Regions from separate parts of the Sus scrofa genome. Here all the other regions are linked to region 2. Evidence: chromatin contacts called from public HiChIP or PLAC-seq and promoter capture Hi-C data. All regions are on one chromosome and are shown on one strand. Each heading gives the region's core, a stretch centred on a gene start, on an enhancer-like site or on the middle of the called end of the contact. The rest is flanking DNA. Distances are from core to core; before and after follow the strand shown. Region 1 holds the start of DTL (denticleless protein homolog). Region 2 holds the start of TATDN3 (putative deoxyribonuclease TATDN3). Region 3 holds the start of NEK2 (serine/threonine-protein kinase Nek2). Region 4 overlaps DTL (denticleless protein homolog).

Region 1 (5,461 bases), core at 1,983-4,482, 650 kb before region 2:
TTCCGAGAACAGGACCACCAACCAGGCTGTAAGTATCAGTCTTTTCTAATGCTGGTTTTTATGTGGCTTTGCGTTATTAAGTGTCTGACCTTAAAAACTCTCAGTTCTACAACATTGTACATGTCCACTTTGCTGCACTATCAGACTAAGTGTGGTCTGGCAGTACAGACTCTCAGGACAAAGAATTTGATTGACTCAGTGTAGGTCACATGTCCACTCCTGAATCACTTATAGCATAAACTTAGTTGCTTGGTATAAACTTGGCTGCAGAGGCTTCTCTTTTTAGTTGAGGATATGGGGATACTTCCAAGGACTCATGTTTATCACAACACAACTACATCTGTGCCAACATGGGTAGTGTAAAAACAACCTGTGGTCTCTTTCCAAGTCTGGGAATTTGGATGTTTTGGAATATAGGTGAGGGGATGGCATCTAAGAGGAAAATAAGGGAGAACAGACAGTTGCACTGATTTACAATTTTGTAAGTAAATTTTGCATTGAACACACCATCAAGATTTTCCTGCGGCATGAAGTTCACCAACACCTCAAGCGGCAACTCCACCCTCTACCTTTCCCCCTTCTCACTGCCCAGGTGCAAGAAAGGGAACCACTCTCTTCCTCTTGGCTCTTTGATCTCATCCTTCCCAAGGCCAAAAGGCTGAGTGGTGTCACTTAAGGGAGACTCTCCTTTTCACCCAGACACCTAGCTAAGTTTTCCTAAATCATTGGGACAACTTCCCATCAGCTGACTTAAAAATCTTTAGACTGACAAGGTAGAAGTTACATTAGTGAAAATGTTACACTAATGTACCTGAGAGTCCTCTGTAATGCCTATATTATAGAAATGATTGTGTGTATTATGAAATGTCAAATATATGTAAGCTGTGCTTGATTATGACACGACTCTGTTTATATATGCCATCTTCACAGCTTGGGCAGCATGGTTATTAGCTTAAAACTTTAAAAAAGGGAAGGCAGAAAGATCTCTACATAGGAGCTAAAGTGATCTTCAAAAATGTAAGTCAGTCCTGCATAAAAAGTTTCAATGTTTTCCCAATGCACTTGGCATAAAATCCTAACTTCTTGTCCGAATAAGGTCATATTTGATCTAGTCCTGTCTGCCTTCTTCTGTTAAGAGTGTGAGCTTCTTAAAGCTGTTTTGTCCACTAATACCTGGTTTACACCTGAGTTAAACAAGCAATAGTTACCTATAAATTTCTTACAGATAGGAAATAGTTCTATTTCTACTTATAAGAAGGAAAAATTGTGTTTCATTTATTTTTTACCACAACTGCAAGTTTTTAGGAATTAAACGATTCCAGATTTCTCCCTTCTTCAGCGCCCCATCTCGATTCTGCTCTACACCACTGTTCTACTCTCGTTACGGGATGAGCCCACCTGGACTAGAGTGGTAGGCAATGTCTTTAAAATCAGTAGGATCATTAGATATCCAGACTGGCAACTCTCACTGGGGACTAAGGAAGGAATTGTCAGAATGGGGAGGGAAAGATTATGTAATGCTATGGTTTTGTAATTCAGAGGTAAAAAGCCCTATCATACAGGTAAGTGAAAGCAAAGCTCAACATTTTCTTGGCTGGTGGAGAGGTACTGAAGATACTGTGACTCAACCAAATGAAAATCTCAATGGAGCGCTGTAACTGTTTTATGTTGATCAAAAGGAGTTAAAAGCTTTTTTTAAAGTTTAAAACACTTATTCAGACCAACCCACTTTAAATGTTTACAGGTCAAAACCAAACAAAACAAATAAACAAAAAGAGTACCCCCCCTAAAGTCAATGTAGTGACCAAGTCAGAGAGCTGGGAAGTGACTCCGATTGGACTTAAAGGAAGAGCGTTCTGCTAGTCCAATTCTTGTTTTTTACACACAAAAATTAATGTATGCCAGATGTTTCCCCCATTCAATAAAAAGCATTTAAGTACACTGAACAAAAGTTTCATTTTAATACTTGAGTTTTTTACTGACAAAGATCTCCCCCTGCCTCCCATATGTATGGGTAAGGCAATTTTTTTTCTGCATTTAATAAAGACTTCTCTTGCACATCATTAAATCACTTAATATTGACAACAATCTTGCCAGCTCAATGGTACTTTACCCACTTTGCAGAGAAAAAAACCAAGGTTAGGTGAAGTTAGGTCACCTGTCCGTCATCATAAAATCAGCGGAATTAAAATTCAACTCCGTCTACCTAAAGCTCCTTCTACTACACCAAGCTCCCAACCCCCACTTCACCCTTGCCCAGCCGACTCCACCACCCACCATCCCTCCCACGCCCGTAAGGAAATAGAACTCGTGGAATCTGTCTGCACAGAATGAGCAAGGGCTGTGCTTTTCGGATGGACTTGTCCCTATTTAACCTGCGTAGTAACTGGCAGGTAACAGTTACAGAAATCAAGTGAATCGCAATAAAATCGGTCCAAGGTTATTATTCAGCACTCTTTTGGTGAAGACCTGGTCTCAATCGACTATAATGAAAACTAATTTCTCAATTTCAATGTAGCATTTTTAGAAACTGCTCGGAAAATCGGGGGACTGTGCCCTCAAGCGGTCAAGACGGGCCCATCACTGGAGTTTTCTACTTTTTCAGCGTGTGTGAGGCCCATCCGGCAACGCTGCAATTTTCAGGAACAACCTCCCCAAGCTGCAAATGCCTTACCAAAAGCACAAGCACCCGCGCCTGCCCCGCCCAGGGAAGATGTGCGCATGCGCCTTCCCAGCCTCTTCCTAGGCTACCACCGCCTGGTGGCGCCAGTTCCCCCCACACCCGTTCCACCCGCTTCGCCCGCTCTTTCGCATACCTTTGTCTAATTCCATAAGGGCAGAGTTAGCATCCAGCTCCTGTTCGCCATAGCCAGCATCTGCCAGAAAAGACTTCGTTGAGTTTGACGCCATGATCCGAATAGTTACTCGACTAGCCTATTCAGAAAGATTGCAAACTCTGCCTCAGCCCCGCCATCTTCTTCCACCACCTTCTCGCGGATTTTTCCTCCGCGCTCTGCCGAGCCGAGTTACGCATGCGCCCAGGCCTCCCCGCCGTTCGCCGGCGCCTCTGCGGCCCCCCGCGCAGGCGCTCAGGGAGCTCTGGAACTCTAGGTTCCCGCGGCTGGGAGAAAAGGAGGCGGAGATTCGAAGGGGGAAGTGACTCGGACGCGCCCGGACGCCGCGGCGGGAGCCAATCAGAGGGCGTGACGTCAGTTTGGCGGGGAGTTTGGTGGCCGGGGCTTACAGTGGCGGGAGTTGGAGGCAATAACTCGTCGTGTTCTGAAGGGCGCAAGAGACGGTTTCTGCTGCATCGGGGGGCTTTTCCGCGGCTTTTCCTTCACTTGAGCCTTTCCCTCCGGCCCAGATGCTCTTCAGTTCGGTGCTCCGCCAGCCCCAATTTGGCGTCCCAAGGAGTGGTGAGTAACGGCCCTAACCGCTGCCTTTGGCCGGCGGATCCACCTCCCCCGTAACAGCACCTCAGACCAGTGCCCACGCCGATGCCGTTTCCCAGCCGCCGGGTTCTCCCGCAGCCGAGCGAGTTCGCGGAGGCGAGGAGTACCGAGGAAAGCTGCACTTGCGGGCCCTCGAGACACGTTCCGTCGTAATCGGGACTTTTTCGGTCAGGACTGTGGCCTGACGGAGGGAGGGACGTTGAGTTCACTGGCCTCCATTACGGCCTGTGTCCATTTTGCTCATTAAGTGGAAAATGCGTGCATCTGAGTAGGTGTGGTTCTCGCAGCAGCTACGCGAGGCCGTCCGGACTCATATTCATTGGTGAATTCATTCATTTGTGGTAGAACCTTAGTGAGCCCGACTATTTGCTGTGTACACCAGTGAAAATGACCCGCTGTTAGGGAACTCCGTCAAGCAGAGAAGATAGCACATCTGCTTTTAGCATGGTCAAATTTTTTTCCTCCCGATTAACACATGGGCACAAAAATCCGTAATTGCAGAGCGAAAAATGCTTATGAGCGTATGTCCCAGAAATGACGGCTATGAATAGATTGAAATATCTTAATCCAGATGTTTTTCAATGTCAGAGGTAATAATTGTTATTTACAGAAATGGGGTAAAAATGTTTTGTCTCGTTTTTCACTTTAACGGTGTAACTTGGAACTGTTGCCGTATTAGTATCTAGATATCTATCTTGTTCTCTCCAGTTCTTTAAGTCCCTTAGGTTAAAACATTGGCAATGAGAATTTTGAGTTTAAGTTTGGTATCATCAACCTGAAACTTTCTTCTTAGTTTCTGATAAGGGAGTTACTACCCAGACAGACTAAGCATGGATACAAATGAAATCTCATTCATTTAAAGATAAACTAGGTCTTCCTTCCCCCTTGAAATCATGTGGAAAACAAGAAGAAAACAATCTGAGAAGGGAACTTTTTATATTTAAGGCATAGGTCTAGGAAAAGGATATTGAGAAGGAGGCTGGGGAGTAGCTCCTCAACTTCCTGCCTTTTAGACTTTTTAATTATACTCTAAATGCCTTTCTCTCCTGCAGCCTTGCTTAAGTAACTTTTCTATACTGTGTCGTGAGTGTCACTACAGCACGGTAGTTAGAGCTCTGTCTTTAAACTTTGAGATTTAGTTCCACCTCCAGTCCTTACTTATCTGCTTGACTTGGAGCAAGCTATTTATATTTAGCCTTTATTTTGTAACATATTTTCTCCTGATTCTACATTCTGTCTACTTTTCCCCTTTCTCTCTGATTCACAGATATTTACTGGGGAGTGGGAAATTTTCCCCTCAACCTCTCTTGAGTTCTTGTAGCTGAACGAATAATAAAATTGACACAAAGCAGATTAACCATGGAAAAAGAAGCAAATTTTAATGCATATGCATGGAGGTTTCATAAAAATGGGACCTGAGAAGTGGCCAAAGCAGGCAGCATTTATACTTTTCAGACCAGAAAAAAAAAAAAAAAAAAAAAAAAAAAAAACCCAGTAAATGTGTAAGGAATTGACAGGACAAAGAAACTTAGGTTTTTGGTGCTTAATAAGTGAAGATTCAGAGTTTGGGCTTGAGGTAGTAAATTAAAAGAAGTAACGAAGTTTGTTTATACAGGCTTCTCAGCTCTGAATCCCCTGTCTCTGACATAAGGATGTCCTTCTACCTCCAGTTGCAAGGAGTACACCTTTCGTATGAGCGATTTGTTTCTTCCTTTTCAGGGAGACAGAAGGGTCAGGGTTTCGCATCAGCCGCTTCTCAAGCAACTTCATTTCAAAATAATCAATATGCCATGGTGACATGTTTTGGGTGAGCCCATCCTGAGCCTCAAAACACTCATTCATTGCATTGTGTTAGGCACTGAGATTCACTCATTGTGATATATCATGCACTGGGCTTAATAGGAGATTCTTCTGTACTCTTCCAGGAGGTTGTTCCATCCTAGGCCCCTTTGCTTTCTACCTATACTCTTATGAGTGATCATAGCTGTAATTGAGGTTTCTTGCACTGC
Region 2 (5,122 bases), core at 1,686-4,185:
AGAAATTAATGACAGAGGGAAAACTGAAATCACATACCCATAAAGCAACTGTCTGAAGCTTCCTGCCACGCCTGCCCATTGATGCTGACATTCTCTTGCACAGCTGACTCGAAAGTCTGCAAGAAATCCACAACAGTCAAGTCACTAAAAATAACTTTAAATGCTGAATTCAAATATTTTGGAAAATAACAATTTTGATTTGTGAGAGAGAATTATTTAAAAAAACCACAGACTAGCCTATTAGTATATTTATTCTTTTCAGTGAGGTGAGATTTCACTTCAGTCATTGATTCTAGCCACATTTCAGTTCTTGATAGCCAATTTCCTACCTATGAAAAAATGTGATGCAAAATTTTAGAATACTGTCATAAACAAATTTGCTTCTTAAATGAAGGAAAAAAAGCTAACAACAAATCTGGGTTCAGGTGAATCTCAAGGATATAAATAACACATATGTTCCTGAATGAGTGTCATTGTTAACAAGAGAGAAAATACACATGCTTAAAATTAAATTCCACTTTACAAAGGACTGTATTTTTTGAGGTGTACCCTGAAGTATGTAGGTAGGGATGAAATGACATGAGATGTGAGATTTGCTTTAAAATCAAAAGTGTAAAGTATTTTTGATAACTTAAATTTGGTGATGAATATATGGGTGTTCACTGCGCTAGTCTATTTTTTGTAAGGTTAAAAATGTTCATAATAAAAAAATAAAGAACTAAAGGAATTAAAATTTAAAAAAATAAAGAACTAAAGGAATTCGGTGGTACCATCAAAATTTTAATTGCATATTCCATATAACCTAACAATTTCACTTCTATCAGTGTATGCTAAAGGGTTATTCTCATAAAAATATAAAAAGGATAAGCTTAGAATATTTATTTCAGCGCTGTTTGAAATTATGGAATACTGAGGCAGAGGGAACACTCTAAATTCAAGATTAGGAGAATAAACATAACAATATATCCATATCATACAATACTTAAAAGAATAAAATATATCTCTACCATAACACTGTCACATAATAGTCAAATAAATATTTGATTTAAAAATAAAACAGGCTGCTAACAATACAACATCACACCATTAATGTAAAAAACTAACGAACAAAAAATTTAAAAAAAAAGAGAGAGAGAGACAGATGTAAAGCCAAAAAACACAAGGACTATGCCCTCCAAAACAGTAAGTTACTTCCAGGATGCAAGAGGGATAGGGGATAGAAATTCAAAGACTTTTGCTTTATGCTATTTTTTCATAATGACAATATATTTTGTACATTAAATATAATTAAAAATAAGCTTAAATCAAATAACTGCTAATTATAAGTACATATTCTACACTTTTAAAACTTTAAAATAAAATCTTTACTTGATATATAGGCTTTGAAGAATTACCCAAGGATATAAATTATCTTTGTAATATTCATTGCACAATTGTATCAATATTATTTAAGAATGTGTTACTATACCATGTGGTTTTAGAGAAATATGTCTACATAATTAAAACCTCCACTTTCATCTGCTCTCGATTAAAATAAAACGCAAGTGAACTCCCTTGGCAGTTTGTCTCCACACTTTTTATCTTCTAATTCACTTTATCATCCATTAAAGGTATAAAAGGTTAAGCCAAGTTCCTCTTTTTCTGAAAGGTAATTAATCATATTTTCTAAGTACCTTAGCACTTCCTAGAAAGGGGTAAATTCTAAGATCATTACACAACAAAACAGTCTTCTCCCAAAAAACTACTAAAAACGTCCTCAGATAAGTCTCTTTTCTTCCCTTACTTGCAAAGAGGGAAAGATACAACAGCCACTGTATACAATACTGGGTTAGAGAATCATAATCCAGGGAGTGTTCCGTCCTTCTTCCACTGAACCTTAATTTTGTTTGCATTATGGTCATTTACACACAAAAAGGTACTACATTATAAGCATTTTAACTTTTTTTTCCTGCATAAAAGTAGACTGTGTGCTTCCTTTCAACAAGCAGCAATCCCCCAATTTGTTGTCTTTCCCCAAAACACTTTTTTCAGGGCTTTGCAGAATATTTGAGAAAGGAAGGAGAAATGTATTATAAGGGCCAGTGTGTGATCTTGGTGAAGTTTATAATCAAGACAGCTTCCTTATCTACTTTAGACTTACAGGGAAATTATTTTCACTCTCTTTTCAAGATGTTCTAAAACAAGCAAAAGGAAAGACCAAAAGCTGGTGATTGACTGACTTTCAGAATTACCCTTCCCTGGAGAATTTCTCAGTCTCTGTCTGCACTCCAATAGCGAAGCAACTAAACACTGCCTGTCTGTTGAGGCCTTAAAATATGGCTAGTCAGGAAGGAGATGAGCTGTTAAGATCCCAGATTTGAAAAGCTTCGTATGAACAAAAGAATGTAAAATATCTTGTTCATTTTTTAACTATTACAAGTTAAAAGTCTATCTTGGATATATTAGGTTAAATAAATATTATTAAAATTAATTTCACCTATTTTTTTCTTTCTTTTAATTTCAAATTACATACGTGGCTCGCCTTGTATTTTTCTGCGGGACAGCACTAGCCCAAGTAACTAACAAGTAACTAACAATACTCAGCGGCCTCTCAGCATCTGTTTCGCTCCCCCGCGTTTCTCCTGGTGCTTCTATCCAAAGGTGGGGCACCGTTAACTCGGCCTGACCGTTTCTGCCTGGGGTGTGGAAAAACGGAGTGATAAGACAAGAGACGGCTAAGAGGCCCGTACCCACTGCGCATCTCGCAGCACGGGCTCGCGAATCTCCTCTGGCAGCGCGTCCCCGAGTTTTTGCACGAAGCTGCCGCACAGTTCTAGCATTTCCATCACCGCCCGCTTCGAGGTGCAGCGCACCCGGAAGTCTTTTCGGGAAGCGGCAGGGACCAACGTCCTCTCGTCGGTCCTGGCCACTCTCTCCACGTCCCGCAGAGGAGAAGGAGCCCTCTCCATGTTTCCAGCTTGAACTATGGGCGGGAACTCTGAGGGCGGAAGTGCGGGTTTCCAGGGAGGAAGGAGCACGCGTCCGGCCGGAAACTCGTTCCGCCCGGGCAGCAGCGTTCCGGCTGAGGCCCCGCGGGCGAGTCGAGGGAGTCCTTGGCTGCGGTGATGGGGTCGGTGGGCGTAGGGCTGGTGGACTGTCACTGTCACCTCTCCGCCCCGGATTTTGACCACGTATGTGAGGGCGAGGTTTGGCCCTTGGGAGCGGGGAGGACCCCGTTCTTTCTCTTCGGGTTATCCCCCAGTCTTTCCAGGCCCCTATCTATGGTCCCATGCGATTTGCTCCTTAACTCTGTATTTAATCTCAGTCACACCGATTTTTCTTTCTTACCCTAAAAAGCCATAATCTCTTCTTGGCACCGATTTGCTGTTTCGGGCCACTGGAGTCCTTCCTACCTACCCAGCCTTTGCCCAGCTGTTTAACCTCTCAGCTCCTGGCCGAGAACCCAGTTTCCACAGGACGCATGCTCGCTGCGATACCCTATGTGCTCCAGTTCTAGTGGCAAAAGGAGCAAACAAAAACCAACACACACACATACGTAATTTCAAAGTGTTTTACCCGCCACTTTGGAAACAAGAGGCTGAGAAACGAGAAAAAGATCAGAGTCGCTTTTAGGGGGAAAGCTTCTCAAGAGGGGACAGTGACGTTGGGGCTGGAAAGACTAAGCGGTGTGTGCATGGTGGTGAGGAAAGCAGGCAGGTTGCAGGTTTCTAGACTGGACAGAATTTGGCGCAGTCAAGCTACTGAAAGACTGGGTGGGGCCTGATGAGCTAGACAGAGAGAAGCGAGCATAAAACAAGACTGAAGAGGTTTGCAGGGGATAGGTGAGGTAGGAGTTCGAATTTCATTAGAAGCGCAATAGGGATCCAGTAAAGGGAGTCGTTTATTGGTTTGTTTTTTAAAGAGAGTAACGAGACCTGATACCGTTTGAAAAACCACTTTGCTGAAAGGTCTCGTGTGTCGCAGCTGGAGGCACAATCCGCGACGGCAGCCTGGGTTCCATCCCTGGCCGGGGAACTTCCATATGCTGGGGGTGCGGCCAAAAAACAAAAACAAAACAAACAAAAAAACTGCTTTTCTGATGTGTGGCAAATAGATAAAGGAGAGCAAGAGTGGAAGGTGGAAGACCAGTTTGGAGGCTTTTGCAGTATTTAGACAAAAGATGATGGTGGTTCCAGGGGAAGTTGAGAAAAGCAGATGAGATGGATTCAAGGTATACTTTAAAGGTAGAATCTTTCCTACGTGCTGAGAGGAATTGGATGTGGAGAGGGAGGGGAAAGGAGAACTTGAGGATACTGAAGAGAGATGGTGGGGCTGTTTACTGAGATGGGGAAAACTGAGGTTTGAAGAAAGAATAGTTTTTTGGGGGGAGGGAAAATAGTTAGATTTAGTACTTGCTGAAGCCTAATATCCATCCCAATGAAGATGTCATAGAGTCATTTTAAACTGAATCTTGGGTTCAGGAGAAAATGATAGACTGGAGATAAAAACTGGGGACTCATTAGCATAATGAGCATTGTAATGAGAGCACTTCTGGTGAGTACAGAGAGAGAAGCATAGAGTCCTGAATTTAGAGGAGAGAGAGCCAGTCAAGGAGACTGAAGAGTAGCAGCCAGCTGGAGAGGAGTAATTCTAGAAGCCAAGAGTGGAAAATATTTCAAGAAGGAAGGAAAGGACAAGAAGGAAGGAAAGGACAAGTGAGGAGTTTCTAATGCTGCTGAGGGATAGGGTAGGAAGACAGAGAAAAGTCGTTTTATTTGACAATAACAGTTTCTCTTTTGGTGGAATGGGAACAGAAGTCAGATTTTACTGAGAGAGTAAATGGAATATGGGTCAGCGTAGGCTCTTCATATTCCATCACCCTCTTCCTTGCCATCATTGTCAATCTTTATGGTGCCTCAGCTCCACTGATATACACAGCCAAAGAAGAGTTACTTATTCATCTAAAATGACTGTGATTACTTATGCTTATTTTAGGATCTGGATGATGTGTTGGAGAAAGCCAAGAAAGTAAGCCAATATCTATAACTGCCTTTTTTTTTTCCTACTAATTTTGATCTAAAACACCTTGAAATTTAGATATACTGTGTTGATGTTGCTTCAAAAATAAGTTAATAATAAGCAA
Region 3 (5,740 bases), core at 975-3,474, 920 kb before region 2:
ACCACGACGGGAGCCTCAAGTATCTAAATTCTAAAATACTCACAGGAGACATGTAATAAGGTGTGCCAACAAATGTTTTTGCAAAACTCGTATCGTGGTTCAGTATTCTAGCTAGCCCAAAGTCTCCAAGCTTAACATTCTGCTTGCCATCCAGGAAAACGTTGGCTGGTTTCAGGTCCCGATGCAGCACAGTGTGGCCGCCATCGCTTCGTCTGTGACATTCCTTTAGGGCCAGAGTCAACTGAGTCATCACTCGAAGAACAAACTCTTCATCTAAGTACTGTCTGAAATCAAAACAGTTATACAGCACATAACTTCTAGGAACACCATCACAAAGATGAATTATCTAGCTTTCAAAGGTTACACACAAGGAAAGAAATTATTTCGGTATGAAACACGGGTATTGACCTGCCAGGGATTTTTCTAAAGTACCCACCAAACAAACATGAGAAGACCCTTCCCCATTACTAAGGACTCTGTCTCTGATCCTAATACATGAGGCTCAACAGAAACAAAACAAGGCTCATTTAAAAGATTAATTAACCTGCGAGTTCCCGTCGTGGCTCAGCAGTTAACAAACCCAACCATGATCCATAAGGATTCGATTCGATCCCTGGCCTCACTCAATGGGTTAAGGATCCGGTGTTGCCATGAGCTGTGGTACAGGTGGCAGATGAGGCTCAGATCCTTCGTGGCCGTGGCTGTGGCTGGCAGCTCTTGCTCTGATTCGACCCCTAGCCGGGAAACGTCCGTGGGCCACAAGTGCGGCCCTAAAAAGCAAATGTAAAAAAATAAAAACAAAAGATTAATTTACCTTTCCTTGGTTCCCTTTGAGATCACGCTCGCCAGGTCCCCCCCCTCGCAGTACTCCATGACAATGTACAGGGTGGTGTTGGTCCGGTCAATAATCCTATCATAGTATCGGACAATGTGTGGATGTTTCAGCTCACGAAGCAAGTTCACTTCGGAAACAAGCATTTGTTTCTCGGCTTCTGTCATGGAGCCATAGTCAAGTTCTTTCCAAACTAATATCTGAAATAAAATTTTCCAAGGTATAAATGAACTCATTAAACTCCAAACCCCCCCCCAATTTTTTTTTAATTACTTCTCTGGTAAACGGATCATACAGTCATTATCAACTCCTTTAGCTGAACCAACAGAAGGACCCCTGAGTTTACTTCCATAATCTTCCCCTCATTTTCAAGCAGTAAAATGATGCAGTAGAGGGCGATGAGGCACATCGGGTCTCCCCCCACCCTACCCTCAGTTGCTTAGTAGAAGGCTGTACTCTGCCAGGGCAGAGGCAGACAAAGCCCTTCACCATTCCAGCAGGTCAAGCTCTTCCAGGGAAAGAGAACTTGGTAAAAATCCCTCCATCAGAGCCAGTTTCCTCTTCACTGTTTGTTTCTGTGTAAGGTCTACCTGCACACGTTGGGAAATAGAAGTCCAACAATCCCAAGGGCATTTTAAATGAGTTCTGATTACAAGACATAATATTTCTAGGTTCTGGTGGCCTTGCCCCTTTTTCATGACTGAGAGGGTTGTTCTCTAAAAATAGCTCAGGAGTCAGCTACCTGTCTCCAATAGAAGGCCCTTAGCAGGTCAAAGTATGAAAAAGGAAGAACATGAAAGAGAGACGAAAAAGGACGGAAAATACATGTATATAAAAAATGCATTCTCCTGTAAATAGCAAAAGCAGTGCTTGACAATACGTATTTGGCAGTATTTTATTTGGCACATTCTATTAATTTTACTTAGGAATTAAGGGCAGATTTACAAATTTCAAAAAGAAAAAAGAAACAAGGACACAGTCTCCATGCCTCGAGCGACCCAGAACAGACACAGACCTGGGGGGGAGCTGGCTGACTTCTGAGCACGGCCTTCGAGACCCACAGCCCCGACCCCTCGCTCCCCTTCGGCGGCAGAGGCGCAACACCCGCCGCAGGGGCGGAGACAGGGAAGAGGCCCGCACTCACCTTGCCGTCGCTCTTCCTCCGGATCTTCTGGCAGCGGCCGTAGGAGCCCGTGCCAATGGTGTACAGCACCTCGTAGTCCTCCGCCCGAGTCGGCATGGCGGGGCCCGCGCAGGACGCCTGCAGGTCTCACTGCCGTTGCGGAGCTTCGGCCACCGACTCGGAGGCCTCAAACCACAGGCCCCGGCTGCCCCAGGCTCCAGCCCCGTTTAACCGTCGCGGGCCTCGGCCTCGCAGTCTATTGGCCCGCGGTAAGGCCTCTTTGCCCCTCTGATTGGCTAAGAAGAACACAGCACCCTGGGCATCTTGGGAAAAGCGTATCGCTAGGCAACCGCGTCAGCGTCGGTGTCTACGTCGGCCTCCCACCAATGGGGAGAAAGGGGCGGAGCTAAATCCAAAGGGAAGGCGGAGGATTGAAAGCAGCGGAGACACAGGTGGCTTTCCACAATACTGCGCTTCTGGTCACCAAGGTAACCGAACCCCGTAGAACTATCCTCAGACCTTTTTGCACACCTCCTCAACCAACTGCCTTCTGATCTTTGCACTCTGACTTCGCACACTACCCACTCTCTGCAGGCGCTCTCCTCTCTCAGGTTCCTGTACCCTGAGGCCAGACCGGATCAAGCTAAAGCTGAGTACAGAGGCGAAAATTACTGTCCCTCGCTAGAGAGTGCGCGAATGAGTCCTGACAGTAGTGCGGGACTTTAGTGCCAAGGTCTTTATATGTATTGCCCTGTTTATAAAGCGGGAATTAGTGTTATTTCCCATGAGGAAACTTAAGCACAAAGGCTATAGTGTTTGCTTTAGGTCCAAAAGCCAAGAAGAGTAGAGTCAATCCAAAATCAGTGGTACTTATCTAAGTTTACGCATGACCGTAGTCATCATAGAGAGACTGTATTTTTGAATACCAAACTTAGAAGACTGTTCAACATGCAGAGGATGTGTACAAAAACCCTCGAGGTAGAAGTTCCCGTTGTCGCGCAGCGGAAACTAATGAAACTAGTATCCATGAGGTTCCGGATTCGATCCCTGGCCTCTCTCAGTGGGTGAGGGATCCAGCAATGCGGTGAGCTATGGTGTAGGCCAGCAGCTGTAGTTCGGAATAGACCCCTAGCCTGGGAACTTCCATACGCCTGCAGGTGCGGCCCTAAAAAGCAAAAACAAACAAAAAAACACCTCAAGGTGGGATACGGAAGTCCCTGATGTTTTAGAATACCCCAAATGAGAATATGGTGGCTCGAAGGCAGAGACAGGTCTACCTTTAAACAACTAGAAAACAATTTTTTTTTAATTAGAAAAGACTATGCAATAGGTTATCTGGGGCGCCAAACAGGAACTCAATTGACAGGAGTTCATTGGATGCAGCCTTTTCTCGGTACACACAGAAACCAACATTTTCCGCTCTCCCAGCCAGATGGAACAGTCTCATTTTTACCAGGGACAGGGGACCTGAAGGCCTCCATTCAGAGGTGGATGGAAAAATGTAGGTATTGCAAGATGGCTGATAATTTCTCAAATGTATGTGTAGGTCAGTTTTCTTTAAATATCTGCTCAGCATGGGATTGAAAGGAACTTGGTTTTCTCTTCATGAGAATTACAAACCTCTTTATGTTAAAAATAAGTAACTTATTACATGCACTGACTATAACGTCACCGGAATTGCCAGCCAGGAGAATTTTAAAAGTAACGTTCAAGGGCATTGTCTTACTTCCAGAGAATGGGACCAATTTAGGTTTCAAAAGTTATGTAAGGAGCCACAAGTGGCTGAGTTAATTGGCTTTATATTTTTTATTTTAGTGCCTCTTAAAGATTGACATCCATAGAGCTCTTTCACTGGCCAGCCTCAAATCCAATCCTGCATCTTCTCTCCCGCCATTCCTATGCTCTGATGCTTTGCCCCAATTCCCCAGACCCAACGCTCTTTCTCACGTCCCTCCTACCACCACCACTTTCGCACTTGTTATTCCATTTGTCTGGAATACTGTCCACTGCACTCCCGTATCCACTCCTCCATCCCTGACCCTGTTTGTCTAGAGGACACAAATTGTCTTTCAATACCCAATGCCCACTTTCTCTCCTGTACTTGGAAAGCCTTTCTTAGCATACTAGAGCAAGCAAACAATTAATCCATCTACATTATTCATAGACCACATTGTGCATAAATCAGTCCTTGTTATTTATCACTGTTTGCTTACATGGATCTCACAGTAAGTCAACCTCAAGCTCCTTCTAGCTAGCCTAAGTCCTGTAGCAAAAGAAGCATGCAGCAAATCTCTGCTAAAAATGAAAATGTGAGAAAGCAGCCTATTCATAAAAATGTAAGAATTTGAATGAGCCATCAAGTTTCAGGACTCCAGTCTTGTGGCAGAGACCAAATACGGGGAAAAGAGCCATCCCAAGAGTGTGGAGAGTGGCTCCTAGACACATATATTCATTCAACAAATATTTATTGATCACTTTTTGTGTGCCAGATATAATGATAAGTATTCATATGCTGGGTGTTCATTTAAAAAGAGACAAAGGAGTTCCCTGGTGGCTCAGTGGTTGAGGATCTGGTGTTGTCACTGCCGTGGCTCTGGTCACTGCATTCGATTCCTAGTCCAAGAACTTCTGCATCCCTTGGGTGTAGCCAGAGAGAGAGACAAAGATGTCAAGAGTGACATAGGTGTGGCATGACAAGCCCTAATAACCAGCCAGAGTTAGCCTGTGTCATTGGGTGGGAGTGAGAGCAGGATGGCCTGGCAGAGACCATTGGACACTGAGTGGAAGGAGATCTTGGTGGCCTAGAAGCATGCGGACGTCTGTCACTTTAGAGGAAACCCCCCTTCCCCCATTGCTTCCTCCCTCCTTCCTTCATATTCCACCCTTTCTTTAAGACAGAGCTCAAGGCCAGTTTCGTCCCTGAAAATGACCCTGGCTTCCCTCAAACCATGAGGTCCTCCTCAAAGAGAAACTAACTGGGTTCCTTACTCACTTAGAATGTGCCATATAATCATCTGAATTCCTAGCTTCTTGTGTATATTTATCTTGTCTGACCTATTAAATCAAAACCTCACCCTTCAAGAAAGATACCTGGAAGCATGCTGGGTGATGAACACACCCCAGGGCCTGGGACTGGGGTGCAGTCCTGGAGGTGGAGGAGGCGGATGGACCAGTTCACGGAGAAAGTCAACCACTGTGGACTGTGAGAAGAGTTAAGAAAACAAAGAACTGGAACAGAGTGGAGAAGATGACATTGAAAGAGAGAACTAAGAGGTGACCAGCTCCGAAAGGGTGAGGCCAAGGCTCACACTTGTGCACAAACCAGGACACAGGTCTGATCCACTGTTCTCACAATTGTCTTGCTAAATATATTCTTTGTTGTTCGTTTTAATTTAAATTTAGTGGAATCTCAAATAAGATTCGAGAAAAATGAACACACTCTGTGTTCTGCTCACAAGCGCTCTGCAGGTGTTCCCAGAGACACAAGCTAATTTTTATTTATTTTTTATTTTTTTGTCTTTTTGCTATTTCTTGGGCCGCTCCCGCGGCATATGGAGGTTCCCAGGCTAGGGGTCCAATCGCAGCTGTAGCCACCGGCCTACGCCAGAGCCACAGCAACGAGGGATCCGAGCCGCATCTGCGACCTACACCACAGCTCACGGCAACGCCGGACTCTTAACCCACTGAGCAAGGGCAGGGACCGAACCCGCAACCTCATGGTTCCTAGTCGGATTCGTTAACCACTGCACCACGACGGGAACTCCATAAGCTAATTTTTAAAAGAA
Region 4 (5,592 bases), core at 43-2,542, 620 kb before region 2:
CGTTAACTGTTGAGGTACTACAACAGGAACTCCCCTATTTGTTCTATCTTTAAATGAAAAGTTGCTTATAAAATATACTCTTGAGACCCTCATCTTACAGGAGTTTTTAACCTAGCTTCTTGTCTATAAAATTCTTCTGACTTGAGCTTTAAACCTCATGTGACTAGCACTGATGTATCTGTCTTTTGGTCTTGTCTTATGCTTCATATCTGTTATCTTTTGATTTTCCCTTTCTCCTTCCCTCACTGTCTTACATTCCTTTCTCTACTTTGGTTTCTGGCTTAGCTAGAGGATTTTATTCCTACCAAGGTCTGTATCTTTTTAAGGTTCTTCTTTAAAAAAAAAAAATTCAGACATACCAAAAAAGCATAATAAAGGATTATGAAAAAAAAATTTTGGCATTAACCATTTTTAAAAATCATTTAAAATCAGTTTCTTAAATATATGTGTACATTAAATTATATATATAATTATAGATATTGTGTGTGTGTGTGTGTGTGTGTGTGTGTGTGTGTGTGTAGTTTTGCTGCCAGTTCCTGAAGTTCTTCCCTGGCTCTCCTCTCCACTATAAAGGCCTTTTTGGTTGTTTGGTTGGTTGGCTTTTTTTGTTTCTGTTTTTTTCTGTTTGAGGAAATCGGGGTTATGGAATGCTTCCTGTCTTTACAGATACCTGGCTGTTCATTCGTAACCCGTTTTCAGACATCCAGTCAGTGGCTATCACACGCATGGGTGACCCTTTCTGAATTCTGGGCTGGGTCACATGTTAGTGCTGAATGATGTGGTTCAGACATGATGTTCTCCTGCCTGTCCACACATAACTCAGTGTGAAGGCTCTGATATTTGAGATCCTGGCAAACTTAGTGCTCCTAAAATTGAATTTGCCTAGCAGGGTGGCTCAGTTTCTCTTTTCCATGATAAGAAAGTGGAGGAGGGGTGTAGTTTAAAAACAAATCCATACAAGCTGAGTATTCAGGCTGTTAGGTTTTAGGAATCAGGAATTCTCCCAGGTTTTAGGGTTTTCCTTTGCCAAAAAAGCCCGTGGACACGAGAAAACAGTGGAAGGAGGGAGTTTTAGATCTCAAGACGGAAGAGAATGGCCTTTAATGCTTACCACCACCCAGCAAATAGGAGATGTAATACAGCAGACTTTCTGACACTGAAGCCCAAGACTTAAAGATAAAAAGATTTATATTTTTTTCTTTTTCAATTTCCTACCCCTTGCCCTCCCCTCACCCCTACTCTGTCTGTCCCTGGTTCATTTCTGATGCAGCCACTGGAGAGTATTGAAGTGGTTATAAATAAACTGATTTGGCGCTGTCATTCTACCGCTGACTGGCGAAATGCTGAGCCTGACGCTTTAGGAAGTGTAAATGATCTCATGGCAGAAATGAAGATTAGGCTCCGTTTCTGACCGGGCGGAGTAAGGAGGTTTGTTGAGGAAAGGTGCTCGTTCAAGTATACAAAATGTTTTTTGAGGTCTGTAGGTTAGAGTCCGTTACTTCTAAGGGTACCTTCATAGTTCCACAAGTTTTAACTTTAGAATTCTTACTGCCTTGAGTTCATCTTATTCTGTAACAACTAGAATTTGTAAGAGAGGATGATTTTCTGTGTTTTGACCATTCCCAGATTGTGCAGATGTGAATGTCTCTTGGACTTCATAGTCGCTTCTTCCTATTTAAAAGTAGAGGGAGGCTTTAAAAAGATGTTATATAGTTATGATAATGTTTTTGTAATAATGAAGTGAAAATAAAACTTACTTGAATAAAAACAAAGGATTTAAAAGTCACCCGAGTTTCATTAGAAGAAACTAATCTTCTTTAAAGTAGTCACTAAGTATATTTTACATACTAGGGTAATCCTCAACTGTGAAACTACTTGTTACTAACGTTATAAAACTTGTTGGACATTTGTTCTCATTTCATCCCACAACATGCCCTTCCCTCCACTGTTTTTTTTTAATTGAGGTAGAATTTGTACAATGTAAAATTGACAATTGTAGTCATTTTAAAGTGTACAATTCAGTGATTTTTTTTTTTTTAGTATTATCACAGTATTGTGCAGCTATCCCCACTACCTCATTTCCAAACATTTCCATCACTCCAGAAAGCAAGCCCATACCCTTCAAGACTCACTCTCCATTCCCCTCTTCCTCCAGCTTCTGGCAACCACGAACTTAGGTTCTTTCTCTACGGATTTGCCTATTCTGCACATTTCCTATAAGTGGAGTCATACCATACACGATCTTTTATGTCTGGCTTTGCTTTCACTTAGCGTTTTCAAGGTTTATCCATGTTGTTGCATGGATCAGTCCTTGATTACTTTTTACAGCTGACTATTCCATTGTATGTGTAGGCCTGGTTTTATTTATTCATCAGTTGATGGATATTTAAATTATCCCACTTTTTGGCTCTATGAATAAAGCTGCTGTGAACATTCATGTACGAGTTTTTGTTTGAACATACATTTTCTTTTTTTTTTTTTTTTTTTTTTGTCTTTTTGTCTTTTGTCTTTTTGTTGTTGTTGTTGTTGCTATTTCTTGGGCCGCTCCCGCAGCATATGGAGGTTCCCAGGCCAGGGTTGAATCGGAGCTGTAGCCCCCAGCCTACGCCAGAGCCACAGCAACGCGGGATCCGAGCCGCGTCTGCAACCTACACCACAGCTCACGGCAACGCCGGATCGTTAACCCACTGAGCAAGGGCAGGGACCGAACCCGCAACCTCATGGTTCCTAGTCGGATTCGTTAACTACTGCGCCACGACGGGAATTCCTGAACATACATTTTCAATTCTCCTGGGAGTATATACCTAAGAGTAGAATTGTGGGCTCACATGGTAATTATTTCCATGCTTAATTTTTTGAGGAACCCTCCCTTCACTTTTAATACGATGTAAAGTGCCTGGCTTATGATAATCATTCAGTAGACGCTGGCTTTTTTTATTACTGTTATTATGCCTGGCCTATCAAATGGTACAGAGTTGTTCCAACAGGTCTATCCTTTGTTTTTTTCTCTTAAATCCTGTAGGTAAATGCAGAAATACATTCTATCGGTGGTTCTATTCTTGGCATTTATTTTCATCTCTGGTATAGATATTCAGCTTCTTCTAGGTATTGTAATGCCTAGGAAACTGAGGAAGGGCAGTGATATCATGAAATGGAAAGCTACAGGCAACAAGCAAATAATCCAATGGAGTAAAATAATATATTCTTACCCAGGAGGGTCAGGGGGACCTGAGGGTTTCCTCTTCCTTTTAACTTGTTGCTACCAGTCCTCCTTGGGCCTTGGATAAAGAAACCACGGGCTGGACCATTGAGAATGTCTGTGACTGCTGAAATAGACACTATCTTGAGAATCTTTTCTAAAATACGCTGCCTTGTGAGAGAATGAGCCCTTGTTCTCCGTGGCATTGTAGGAGCAGGCAGCAAGTGAGAGCATCTTAGATCTCGGGGAAAAGTCTCCTTTTCTGTGAAACTTTAATTAACCCAGCAAGGCAAATGAGATTCTGCTCTTCGTCTTCTTTGGCTTATTGAGTCATTACATATGTGCCACTTAACCCCAGAGAGGAGTAGTAACCTTATGAATCAGTGTGTCGATCCCACAGCTACAGTGTGAGGCATCCATGAAGCTTACTTAGTCATTCTCACAAATATTCCTTCCAGAGTGCCCCCACTTTCTTCACACAAATGAGCAATGATTCAGAGCTTCAGAAAAATGAAAAGAATAATTTCTCTTTTCAAACACTTGTGCTAATAATAGTTATGTGAGTTTGTACTCCATGTTGTGCTGATTAATGCCTGTGGCCTCTTGACAAGGATTGACAACTCTGAATGAATCTGCTGTCAAATGCATATCACTGACGTTTCAATGAGGGGGAAAATATGATTCGTAGTCACGTGTAGTACTGCACAAATGCGACCCTTCTTTACACATTAAAAAGGTATTAAATGTGGCAGTACTTGAAAATTCAAGATTTTTTTAAGCAAATGAACTAAGATTTTAGAGGAAATTTTTTTCTCCAAAAGGATACCAGAGTGTCTTGTAAAATATAGCTTATATGAAACTTTGGGCTTTCCTCAAAGTCAGTGAGTCTTCTCTTGGAAGAAGACTGTCCTCCTGTCCCAGGAGATCCGTCTTCAGGATTAACCAGTCTAGGTTCCACTTGAAGTGCACTCCCTTGTAGCTGACCTCGCCCTTTCAATCTTCAATTTTAGTCAAAATATGTGTAGCTAAGTAGTCCTGACTTGAAATAAGTCCTGTCCTTGTATCGAAGCTCATATTGTTTACTTACTTTGGCTATTTTCATTCTATTTTCAGATTAATGACAAATGTGTCTATTGGGTCTCTTTCTGAGCTGTAACTAGACATGTCGGGGGGCCTTTGGTAACAGTCCTCACCAAAGCTAAGGCAGAGACGTGGAAAGATTCACACCTCTGTCTGGGAGACCTAACACTGGTCTGCTGACTCGTTTGTTTCTTTTTTGATGGCGTGATAGGTCTCCACACCCTGGCATCCTCCTACTGTGCTCCTGGGTCATTCGCAAGAGGTCACATCTGTGTGCTGGTGTCCATCAGACTTCACAAAGGTTTGTAAATGAATCTCTGTAGTTGGTTTAAAAAGTAGATCACAGATTTGGAGGTTGAGAGTTAATACAGACTTTTATCTTTAAGTACACATTTAAAAGATCTTGAGGCTGTCTAGGATCTGCATCATCATTAATCACACATATTCTATTTTTTTCTGCCGATACAGATAATGTATTACACACTAAGGAGTAAGGATGCATTTCTTTTCTCCCTAGTCATTTTGTCCCTAAACATAGAATTAAGTTTCTAATGTTATTAAAAATTTATCTTAAAATTGAAGGTAAAAAGAAAATCTAAGATGAAAACTAGTCTTGAACGTCTACATATTATCAGTGTGGTGTATCAAAGGCAACATCTTGACTGGTCGTCATAGTTCAGTTTGGGTTTTCACATGCCTGAAAAATGCTTACTGTGAAATCTTAATACGTTAGGTTGTAAGAGTAGCCCAAGCTCCACTCACTTACCCAAAACCTACTGCCTTTGCTCTTTGGGTTTTCTGGGTTTAACAAGAAATGTCTGTTCTGTGGAGATCTCCTTTTCACCAATTACATTTTGAAACTTTGTTGCCTTTTGTTCCCATCTGTTTGGTTTGTTTGGGGGTTTTCTTTGGGTTTTTTTTGTTTTTTGTTTTTTGTTTGCTTTTTTTTTTTTTTAGGGCAGCACCCGTGGCAATATGGAGGGTCTCAGGCTGGGGGTCGAATCAGAGCTGTAGCTTCTGGCCTACTCTATAGCCACAGCAATGCCAGATCCTTAACCCACTAATCGAGGCCAGGGGTCAAACCTGCATCCTCATAGATCCTAGTTAGATTCATTTTCACTGAACCACGATGGGAACTCCCCATCTGGTTTTTTTTTTTAATCTTCCAGAATCTTCTCATCATCTGATTTACTCATGATATCCTTGCTAGCTTTCCAGTACTGCTGTGAATTTCTTTTTATTTCTATATCCCTATACCACTTCCATGATGAGTTTCATGATAGACCTTTTTTGAAATCATTACTTAAATCACC

Evidence for each region. Promoter capture Hi-C pulls out the DNA fragments that hold promoters and counts their contacts. HiChIP or PLAC-seq counts read pairs in DNA pulled down with a chosen protein or histone mark.
Region 1: a promoter capture Hi-C map of fetal liver shows a contact between it and region 2, with 4 times the contacts expected there. The contact joins the promoter of DTL here to the promoter of TATDN3 in region 2. A contact is called at or near these places in 2 of 5 promoter capture datasets (fetal liver and liver), 1 of 47 Hi-C or Micro-C datasets (skeletal muscle) and 2 of 2 datasets of contacts at active chromatin or transcription factors (alveolar macrophages and skeletal muscle).
Region 3: an H3K27ac HiChIP or PLAC-seq map of skeletal muscle shows a contact between it and region 2, with 5 times the contacts expected there. The contact joins the promoter of NEK2 here to the promoter of TATDN3 in region 2. A contact is called at or near these places in 1 of 47 Hi-C or Micro-C datasets (embryonic fibroblasts) and 1 of 2 datasets of contacts at active chromatin or transcription factors (skeletal muscle).
Region 4: an H3K27ac HiChIP or PLAC-seq map of skeletal muscle shows a contact between it and region 2, with 10 times the contacts expected there. The contact joins the enhancer-like site here to the promoter of TATDN3 in region 2. A contact is called at or near these places in 14 of 47 Hi-C or Micro-C datasets (embryonic fibroblasts, epiblast stem cells, fetal skeletal muscle and 10 more) and 2 of 2 datasets of contacts at active chromatin or transcription factors (alveolar macrophages and skeletal muscle).

What each region holds. Positions count from the first base shown.
Region 1 is chr9:131,273,197-131,278,657 of Sscrofa11.1, reverse strand. It overlaps DTL (denticleless protein homolog), which reads left to right and starts at 3,232. Exons shown (of 16, transcript XM_013979970.2): 1 at 3,232-3,416. The coding sequence starts at 3,365. INTS7 (integrator complex subunit 7) reads right to left here and starts at 3,029. Exons shown (of 21, transcript XR_002336047.1): 1 at 2,817-3,029.
Region 2 is chr9:130,620,197-130,625,318 of Sscrofa11.1, reverse strand. It overlaps TATDN3 (putative deoxyribonuclease TATDN3), which reads left to right and starts at 2,935. Exons shown (of 13, transcript XR_002336028.1): 1 at 2,935-3,075; 2 at 4,975-5,007. NSL1 (kinetochore-associated protein NSL1 homolog) reads right to left here. Exons shown (of 8, transcript XM_021063971.1): 2 at 3,556-3,577; 3 at 2,730-3,193; 4 at 38-116.
Region 3 is chr9:131,543,528-131,549,267 of Sscrofa11.1, reverse strand. It overlaps NEK2 (serine/threonine-protein kinase Nek2), which reads right to left and starts at 2,224. Exons shown (of 8, transcript XM_003130413.3): 1 at 1,977-2,224; 2 at 815-1,032; 3 at 44-284. The coding sequence starts at 2,072. LOC102166108 (a long non-coding RNA gene) reads left to right here and starts at 2,359. Exons shown (of 2, transcript XR_305732.3): 1 at 2,359-2,443.
Region 4 is chr9:131,241,596-131,247,187 of Sscrofa11.1, reverse strand. It overlaps DTL (denticleless protein homolog), which reads left to right. Exons shown (of 16, transcript XM_013979970.2): 12 at 4,491-4,580. Among named protein-coding and RNA genes, the nearest start is that of DTL, 31 kb to the left of the region's middle. Within about 2 kb of position 1,292, at least 7 of the 83 cell types and tissues checked have an H3K27ac peak or open chromatin away from gene starts, as enhancers often do. A contact at or near this core is called in retroperitoneal adipose tissue and skeletal muscle, where this site is marked.